2 separate regions of the Oryctolagus cuniculus genome follow, and region 1 is linked to region 2. Evidence: chromatin contacts called from public Hi-C data. All regions are on one chromosome and are shown on one strand. The core of a region is the stretch at or near the end of the contact, and the rest is flanking DNA. Distances in the headings are between cores, read along the strand shown.

What was found. Hi-C and Micro-C count contacts between places; a contact is called where the count stands out from the background.
Region 1: a Hi-C map of psoas muscle shows a contact between it and region 2, with 7 times the contacts expected there. The contact joins the promoter of EDN1 here to the enhancer-like site in region 2. A contact is called at or near these places in 5 of 6 Hi-C or Micro-C datasets (ear pinna, embryonic fibroblasts, liver and 2 more).

What each region holds. Positions count from the first base shown.
Region 1 is chr5:158,323,250-158,327,459 of mOryCun1.1, reverse strand. It overlaps EDN1 (endothelin 1), which reads left to right and starts at 1,957. Exons shown (of 6, transcript NM_001101696.1): 1 at 1,957-2,133; 2 at 3,621-3,789. The coding sequence starts at 2,070. It overlaps LOC127493278, which reads right to left and starts at 2,016. Exons shown (of 4, transcript XM_070074943.1): 1 at 1,706-2,016; 2 at 1,477-1,621; 3 at 569-680; 4 at 1-283. The coding sequence starts at 2,016.
Region 2 is chr5:158,011,448-158,015,949 of mOryCun1.1, reverse strand. The region is part of intron 2 of LOC138849832 (a long non-coding RNA gene); the gene reads right to left. Among named protein-coding and RNA genes, the nearest start is that of PHACTR1, 110 kb to the right of the region's middle. Within about 2 kb of position 2,094, at least 1 of the 8 cell types and tissues checked has an H3K27ac peak or open chromatin away from gene starts, as enhancers often do.

The DNA of each region.
Region 1 (4,210 bases), core at 708-3,207, 310 kb before region 2:
GATCCTGGGGACGGCGGGTGGCCGTTTCCGGGGAGGAGCCCCCCGGCCAGGTGGGTCTTCAGGGTGGGCAGTGGAGGGAGGCCTGGGTCTCGTGCACATGACATCAGGTCCCCTCGTGTCTCCTTCCCCAGGTACTGCGTCCAGTCGAAGCCGGCAGTGGGCTGGGCTGAGGCCGAGCGCCCCAGGTCCGGGTCCCCGGGGATTGGGTGGCAGCACCAGAGCGCATTAGGAGCCTGAACCCGCTGCTGTGGCTTGGCGGCCTGCGTCTGACTCCAGGGAGGGCCTGGGTGCGGGGAGGAAACCTGGACTTTTAGGTGGTGAGGCGGTGGCCCCGGGGGACCCTCCTGGGTAGAGAGACCCCTGGAAACGGGCCCGCGCGGGCTGCCGCGCCAGGGAGAAAAGGAGTGGAACGAGATGAGGACACGGAGGAAGTGTGTCCCGCAGGGTCCCGGGTGCTGGGGAGGCGCTGGAGAAGAAGACTGCCTGGACCCACGCAGGTCTCCCTGGGGGCGCCCTCTGAGAAGCCTGGTGGCGCGCTGGCTTCTGTTGGGTGCCTCCGTTTTCTCACCTGGAAAATGGAGCCCCTTGAAAGGGGCGGCGTCCGACGTGGGCGCTTCGCCTTCTTCAGCAAGGCGTGCTGTTACCTGCGCGGCGGCTGCCCCGTGGGCACCGCCAGGGCTCTGTCAAGGTGAGACAGACAGGCAGCTGCTTTGAACATGTCAACAGGAGAGGCAGGATCCGATCCCGTCCCCGGCCCAACGCCACCTTCCCTGCGGATCACCGGACCCCTTGGGGTGGGGGCACCCTGGTGGTGGTCCCATGGGAAAGCCGAGGGGAAACCGAGAAGCAGGAACGAGGTCCTGGGCGAGGAAGCCGGGGAGTGGGAGTGGGGGGGTGGGGAGGGGGCTGGAGCGCGCGCTCCTTTCCCGCGCCCCCCCGCCCCCCCCGCGCTCCCTCGGTCCCCGTCGCCGGCCGCAGCCGCGGGTTTCACTTTTTTGTCCTAAAACACAACTGCAGCCCCTGTGGCTCTTGATCGCCCCCTGGCGTCCCTGTCGCCCCATTTTTCTAAGAGCGGTACTGTGGGTCCGGTCCGGGGCGCAGAAGAGAGAGTTTGGGGGGAGGGGTCTTCAAATAGGTGGACAATAAAACAAAAAAGGGGGCATGTGTCTGAGTAGCTCTGATGTTTTTATTACGCCCCTCCTTTGCCAGTCCCTCCCTGATCTTCCTCTCCGTCGCCGCGCAAGAACTTTAATCCCCAAAGGACTTGGGGGTAGGGGCTGGCAGGGAGAGAAATGCACCTTGCTCGGCCCAGATCGTTGGACCCCCGGGGCGGGGGAGGCGGGGAGGCAAGCAGGAGAGCGTCCCCTTGTTTGCCCGAGACATAAAAGGAAAATGAAGTGAACAACAATGAAGAAAAAAAATCCCCCTGCACACAACAATACAATCTATTTAAACCGTGGCTCATACTTTTCATACCAATGGTATGACTTCTGCTGTAGTCCCTCTTCTGATTCTTGGACTCCCGGGCTGGCAGCTCGCACAAGGGGAAGCAGACTGCAGCGCCGCACGGGCAGGTTTACCAAAGGTCTCTAATGGGTATTTTGTTTCTGTGAGCCCGCCCCTGAATTGTCAGACGGCGGGCGTCCGCCTCTGAAGTTGCAGCGATTTCCTCTCGGGCCCGGCCTTATCTCCGGCTGCACGTTGCCTGGCGGTGACTAATAACACAATAACATTGTCTGGGGCTGGAATAAAGTTGGAGCTGTTTACCCCCACGCTATAGGGGTTCAATATAAAAAGCCGGCCGAGAGCTGTCCAAGCCAGACGCGCCTCTGCAGCTGCGCCGAGGCGAGTGTCCCGGGTCCTCGCTGCGTCCCCGCGCTGCTCCGCCGCCGCCTTCCGCGCCGCGTGCGCCCCGCGCCCGCCGCCTGCGCTCCGAGCACCGGTGGCCTCTTCTCCCCGGGACCGGAGCCCGGGCCGAGGATCCGAGCCACGAGAAGCGCTGAGGCTGTTTTTCATCGTCTGCTTTTGGGTTCAGTTTGCCGGAGATTTTTTTTTAGACCTTTTTCAGAATGGATTACTTCTCCATGATGGTCTCTCTGCTGTTGGTGGCTTTCCATGGAGCTCCCGAGACAGGTAGGCACGCACGCGGACTTGCAACCCCCTGTGCAGGTTAATGTCTCTACTCCACTGAATGCATTTCTTGCTTCTGTTTTCTTTTTATTACTAACGCTTAGATAGCAAGTGCCTGACGAGCACTGCTCGGAGCTGCCCAAGTGTTCCAGGGAAAGTAAGAAAATTCCTCCACCGAGTATAGCGGAGCATGAAAATGACTTCTGATTTTTTAAGTTGTTCTTGCATAATGCATTGGCTTGGCTGTAAAATTAAATAATGCAGAGCGGGTATGGAGAAGCTAGGACGCAGTCGAGGGTGTATTTTGCCATATAGGTGTTCGTGCAGGTACTTAGAACAAACACGCGCTGTTTCAGCTGTGTGAAAGTGTGCAATATTTCAACATTCCAGCTTGCAGCCAAGAACTTTTATTCAAGTCATTCAAGCAATATGTGAGCAGTAAAATACTACTTGCCGAACAAAGTCTGTTGATTAAGCACTCCCTCCCCCCGCCTCCGCGGGGAGTTTCGGGGTGAAGCAGATTTTTTTTTTTTTATTATTTGTCATTATTGACTTTAGATTTCCTTTTGGCAGATTTTTGGCACTCCCAACAGTGTGAGCTCTATTTTCGGTTGTGTTCACCTGTCCTGGGTTGGGAGCAGGGATCATTCTTGGTTACTTAAGGATTTAGGCAGTACCGCGGTGCGTCTCCCCGCCGCCGCCCCCTTACCCCTAATTTTTTAGGGTCAGCGCACTTTTTTGGGGACTTTTCATAACCCTGACAAAAGAGAAAGGGTGTCAAGGGGATGAAAATCCAGGAATGTGTCTGATCATTTGAAATGTACCGAATCGGGCAGATAAGCGGCATGGCTGTTGGATGGTTGGTGGGATGCGCAGGGCTGCGCCCCCGAGGGGGAGGCGGTAGATCCCACACAAGCCTGGCGCCGCGGCTCCGTGGATTCTGAATTCCAGAGGCGCAGCGCTCTCTCCAGGTGCACCAGCTGCTTCTCGGAGGAGCTCGCTGGCTTCTGCAGTGAAGGGGATATTGTGTTCGCTTCCCTTCTTCTCCCTCTCCCCATCACTTCCCCAGGGCTCTTTGCCCCCTGCCTAATTTCCAGAGGTGTGGATACCGACCCCAGACCCTTACACAAGGTGTGAAGTGGCTCATCTGCAATGAGGGAGCGGCTCCTGTACCAGGAATAGAGCAGCGATGTACTGGTTTTCAGTCAGCGGCCAGTGCAGAAGCCCACCCAAGCCCCCAGCTGGCAGCATTGCCTTGACGGCTGCTGCAGACGGGCTGGCGAAGTCCCTTTTATAGGAGTTTGTCTCTTCTGCTTCCCTGTCATTCGTGGGAAGGTGGATAAGCCAGCAGTGGGTAGAGCGAGGTGGTGTCAAGGAAAGAAAAAAGTAAAGAGCCCCTTGGCTGCCCCTGCTGCTGCAGCAGGTGCTATGCCGCCCCCGCGCGTGCCTGCCCCGCCAGATCTGGACTGATGTGCGCCTTCTCTCCACAGCGGCCTCGGGCACGGAGCTCAGCACAGGAGCGGAAAACCCAGGGGAGAAGCCCCCGGCCAGCGCACCTTGGCGGCCGCGCCGCTCCAAGCGGTGCTCCTGCTCCTCGCTGATGGACAAGGAGTGCGTCTACTTCTGCCACCTGGACATCATCTGGGTCAACACCCCCGGGTGAGTCCCTAGGGGGCGTCGTGGCTCCAGTCATTCCTGAGCTCTGGCTCCGCGGAAGCTGAAGCGCGGGTCCCGGGTGTACCCTTTTCTCGGGGGAGCTCCCGGCTTGGCTTCTGAGAGTGGCCTTCTGTGTCCTGCAATTCGCAGGGTCTTCTGAGGCCTCTGTGGCTGAGACTGGTCCCTGGGAGACGGGGTGCAAGGTGCTGAGGCCAAGCAGGGAGCCGCTATGCGGAACTGCAGAGGAGAACCCTCCCAGAAGGGAGCTGTCTGAGCAGGCTGTCACAGGGCTTGGTGGAAGAGTCTCCGGATCCTAGCTGCCTTAGCCCAGCCTGTGCTTCTCACAGCTGGGCAGAGACACAGGCAGAAGGGCGCCTGGGGAGCAGAATCCAAACCCTTCATCTTACTTCTAGGAAAAGACCTT
Region 2 (4,502 bases), core at 845-3,344:
AATAATGTATTTGACGACAGAAGTATGGTAGATGGTATGGAAAACAATCAGAGAGGGGTTGGGAAGCCTGGGGCTTCGGGTGAGTTTCATTTTTAAATAGGATGCTCAGGGCCAGTCTCACTGAGAGTGGCATTTAAGAAGCAAAAGAGGAGACAAACAAGATGAGTTTAGGACATGAAGCTAACTGGACGAGGAGCAGACCAACCAGAGGGGACACAGGTGGGAATGATTTCAGGTGGGAGTACTTTTAGCCAACAGTGAGAAGTCCAGGGTGGCTGGATGGTGGTAAGAAGGGCAGGGAGTTAGCAAGGAGCCCCAGGCATGGAACCTTATGCCCATTGCACAGGTTTGCTTCCTTGAGCGTCGTGGGAGCCATCGGAGGGTCTGGAGTTAGAGGAGCATGGAATAACCCGCGTCTGACCCCTGGCTGCTGCTTTGAGCATAGATTTGTGGGAAGGTGCCCAGGTGGAAGCAGGTAGGAAGCCGCTGCCATCATCCAGTTAGTGCCTAGGATCACAGAGGAAGCAACGGGGGTGCTGAGAGGTGGTCAGACGCTGGAAACACTCTGCAGAGACCATGGGATTTCCTATTGGAATGAGTGTGGGGGTGAGAGAAAGGGTCAGGGTTGACAGGCAGGCCTTATTCCTGGTAAGTGAAGAATGAACAGCCATGGACACTCCACTGGTGCCACTCGTTCCATTTGGGGGAAGTTAATTTAGTGCAATCCCTTCCTCTGCCTTTGTATGTATCTTTCTAATATTAAGCTGGGGATACTCAATTTAGAAATTTTAAAGACTTTAATTGAAATATACTAGATAAAAACACTTTTTTTCTTACATCTACATGCTATTATTGCTATAAAAGGCTCATCTCATCCTAACAAGGTCTCTGATAGAGAAAGCATTTGATTAATGAGAGACAGTAAAGTATTCTCACTGGTGTTTTGTAAATGGAGACACTGAGGTCCTGAGACTTGACATGCGCTAAGATCTGGTCCTTCTGATTCCTTCGCCAGAGAACTTTCCACCATGATCACTGCCTTTCTACCACAGGACGCTGAGCCACAGAACTTTTATAATAAGCCTAATGAGTCTTAACAATGAATGAATCCTCAATTAGACAGTGCTGATTGTCACATAGGAATACAGGACACACTATGTTACCAGCTTTTCTCTTTTCTTTCCTTTGTATTTTCCTACCCTTCAGGTTAGAGTCTTCAATCTGCTACTTTTGCTGGTCTGTCTTGAAATCAAAATGTGAAGATGGACCTGAGATGAAAATGCTATTTTAACTCCTTTCTAGAAACGATGACTTTATGCTCAAATGCTGGAGAGTGGGGGATAAGTGATTGGAGTTCAGGCCCCCCACCCTTTCCAACTTACTATACTTGCCATTCTAGAATGTTCCAAAAAGCAGCAAGCTATGCTGGAGGAGAAAGTTTGTAACAATTTGTATTTCCTCTGCTATGGGGCAAAGAGAACCTTAAATGTCGGTTTTATAGACGTCTACTCTCAGGGGATTTTAGGTATGCAGCGCTTTGCCTGAGACTGGAAAGGAACCACACAGAGGTGGGGACAGCTGCTTAAAATGTTCCTTTGTTTAATTTTTTTCCTGTTATTGTATATGAAACTTTGAAACCATCCTGACTTTCCATTCCAAAGGCACATGCCAGTGCAGGTGCCAACTGTGGCGACTGGAAGAGGGGTAGGCGTGATCATTGGCTTTGATGGGGGTTCACAGCGGAAGCAGAGGGGGCTTCATGAAGAAGCTTTCCTTACGGGATTCAGATGTGTGCCCTGCTGGCGTGAGTGGGCTTCCTCCTCCACTTTTTGATGAAGGGTGCCCTGTGTGGAAACTGCCGAATACAAGCAAGCATACTGCAGGAGTCCTTGTAGACCAAGAATGTGGTGGTCACCCAAGGGCTCTGGGTTCTGCCCTCTGTCTGTGCTGACTTGCTTTGTAACCTGGGGCAGGCGACTCAATTCCCTCAGCCTTCATGTCTTCATCAATTAAGTCAGGCACGCCACAGGCGCAGGTATTATGTAAATACACAGATACCATCCTTCCTTGAAAAAAGAGCTTTGTTTAGCCAACGACAGCAGGGTGACTCAGAGCTTCTGGGTCCCACCCCAAAGTTTGAGGTGCTCTAGACAAGGCCTCTTCTGGCTCTGGAGGTGTGACACGGCTGCTGGTTAAATGCAGTGCTATCTCTGTAATGTAGTGGCAAGGTTGGGGGGGGGGGGTCTGGTCCCTCTTTTGAAGCACTGGCCTCATGGATCTGCTGGCCTGGCCATTCTGACCACGTGCCAAAGCGGATCCCTTCTTTAAGCCTCACTTTCTATGCTCTGCTTATCTTGTGGCCCCTCCCAAACACAGCTCCATCAACACCTGTGCGCTCTGCCCGTTCCTTCTGCTGACAGTCTGAGGGATGCCAAAATGTTTCCACCTGTGAGGGGTCTTCCACAAGCACAAGGAAAATGTGAATTCTGAAAAAGCTGCATGAACTTCCTTCATTTCTCCACCAAACTGAACTTCTCTTAAGTCTAAAATTCCTATTTAGTTGACAGGCAGAGAGACAGAGAGAGTGTCACAGCGAGTTTTTCGTCCGCTTCCCTTGATGGTGAATTGCAAGGGCTTGCAAGAGCTGCCCAGTCCTGTCAGACAAGTCTAATCACTCAGTTGCTAGTAACTGCAGTGACCTCTAGTGGTACTGATTTTTCCGCCAATAGAAAACAAAAGACTCCCAGATCAAAGACCAGTACTTGCGCCATCTTTTACAGTTCTGCTTGTAGGCTCAAAACCCAAGGAGTTGGATAAATGGAAACGAGTGTTTCGCTGAGTTGACTGTTGTAGTAACAAAAACAACCTCTACAAGCTAGTTTTGACAATCTCTTCTGAATATTAGCACACTCTCGTTTTCATTTGGCCTACCATCCATCACTAGGAAGCCATGGGAGACATTGGTTAGCATTCAGTTAAAATGCATCGGATGCCTCCCATGTGTCAGATCCTGTGCTAGACAGAAAATACCATATAAACATGAAAAATGGTCAGGCCTTTGTGAATGTACTTTTAAAAAGTACGCATTTTCTAAAGTCTACTAAAATAAATGTTGGTACAAAGAACTACACCATTTCAGGTTTTATGGAGTTGCAGGAAAGTTTGCTTTTCTGAAATGAAAACAAACAGGTCCCCTCTTGAATAAAGCAAAATAAGGCCTGGATATTCTTTGACTATAGTAGGATTTGCTGCCATCAGCTAGGAGGTTTGGCCAAGAGTAGAGCCAGGTAGTAAAAGAGATATAGATTCTGCTATTTTTGAAAGATCAATGTTCAATAAAGCAAAAACAAAAACTCAAAAATCATTTTAAAGAGTCATTTTAAATTTATTTTGCTTATTCAACAACCACATATCACCTTTTTTGTGGAATTCTAATTTCAAATAAATATATTCCTATATGAAAGTAATATATTAAATATGCAAATATAATCTGTTTCCAAGAAAAAAGTAGTATATATGTGTATGTATATAATGTCTACATATGAAGTGAATGTGACAAAATGTTAAAAATTGTTCAGCTGTAAAGCTAAAACACTAAACTTGTTAAAAATGACAATTTTTTTGCCTTTATATCATTTCATCAGATTCTCTTCTGCCTTGTAGTACACTGACAAGGTACAGACAGTCTGTGCACAAGGGAGGAGGGGTTCCTCCAAAATATTAATATCATGATAGCAAACCTAGGCCTTGGGGGATGAGCACTGGGTTGCCTGTATCCCAAATCAGAATGCTGGGTTTCCCTGCCAGCCTCGGATCCTGCTGCATACTACTGTGCACCCAGGGTGATGGCTCAAATGCTTGGGTCCCTGCCCCCATGTGGGAAACCTGGATTGATTTCCAGACTCCTGTCTTCAACCTGGCCCAGCTCTGGTTTTGGTAGGTGTTTGAATTCTAGGACAGTGAACCAATAGATGGATGCTCTCTTTCTATCCATTTTAGTCTCTTTCTGCCTCTCTAGTAAAACTAAAATAAATAATAAACAAACAGAAAGCCCCTACTTTGATCTTTTCTATTTGATGACTACATGAGACCAAGAAGTATTTTACTTATTAACTGTCTCTTATTTCTCCACTTACACGTTAGGAAGACCCTTGGTGGTAGCTAGCTGACAGCCTTGCCACAAAGAGCTACTCAGACATGGCAGAAATTTAGAAATTCTTCAAGCCTAAAGCAATCCAGAGCCCTCAAAATGAATTCACAGAACTTCAAATTCTCCCTTGTAAAAGAAAACTGGAATTTTCCTAAAACACTGGACTCATTTATTGAGAATTGCAGTCTATTCTCTTTAGGAGTCTCTGCTTGGCCTCACTGATGCTCATCTTATGCCCTGGATATACAGAAATAGCCATGTAAGGGCATCTAAAAAGCTCTGCCTTGAAAACGTATTGTTAAAAATCTCTTATTCTTTAGTCTTTATTATCCTGATTTATTCTTCATTGTAT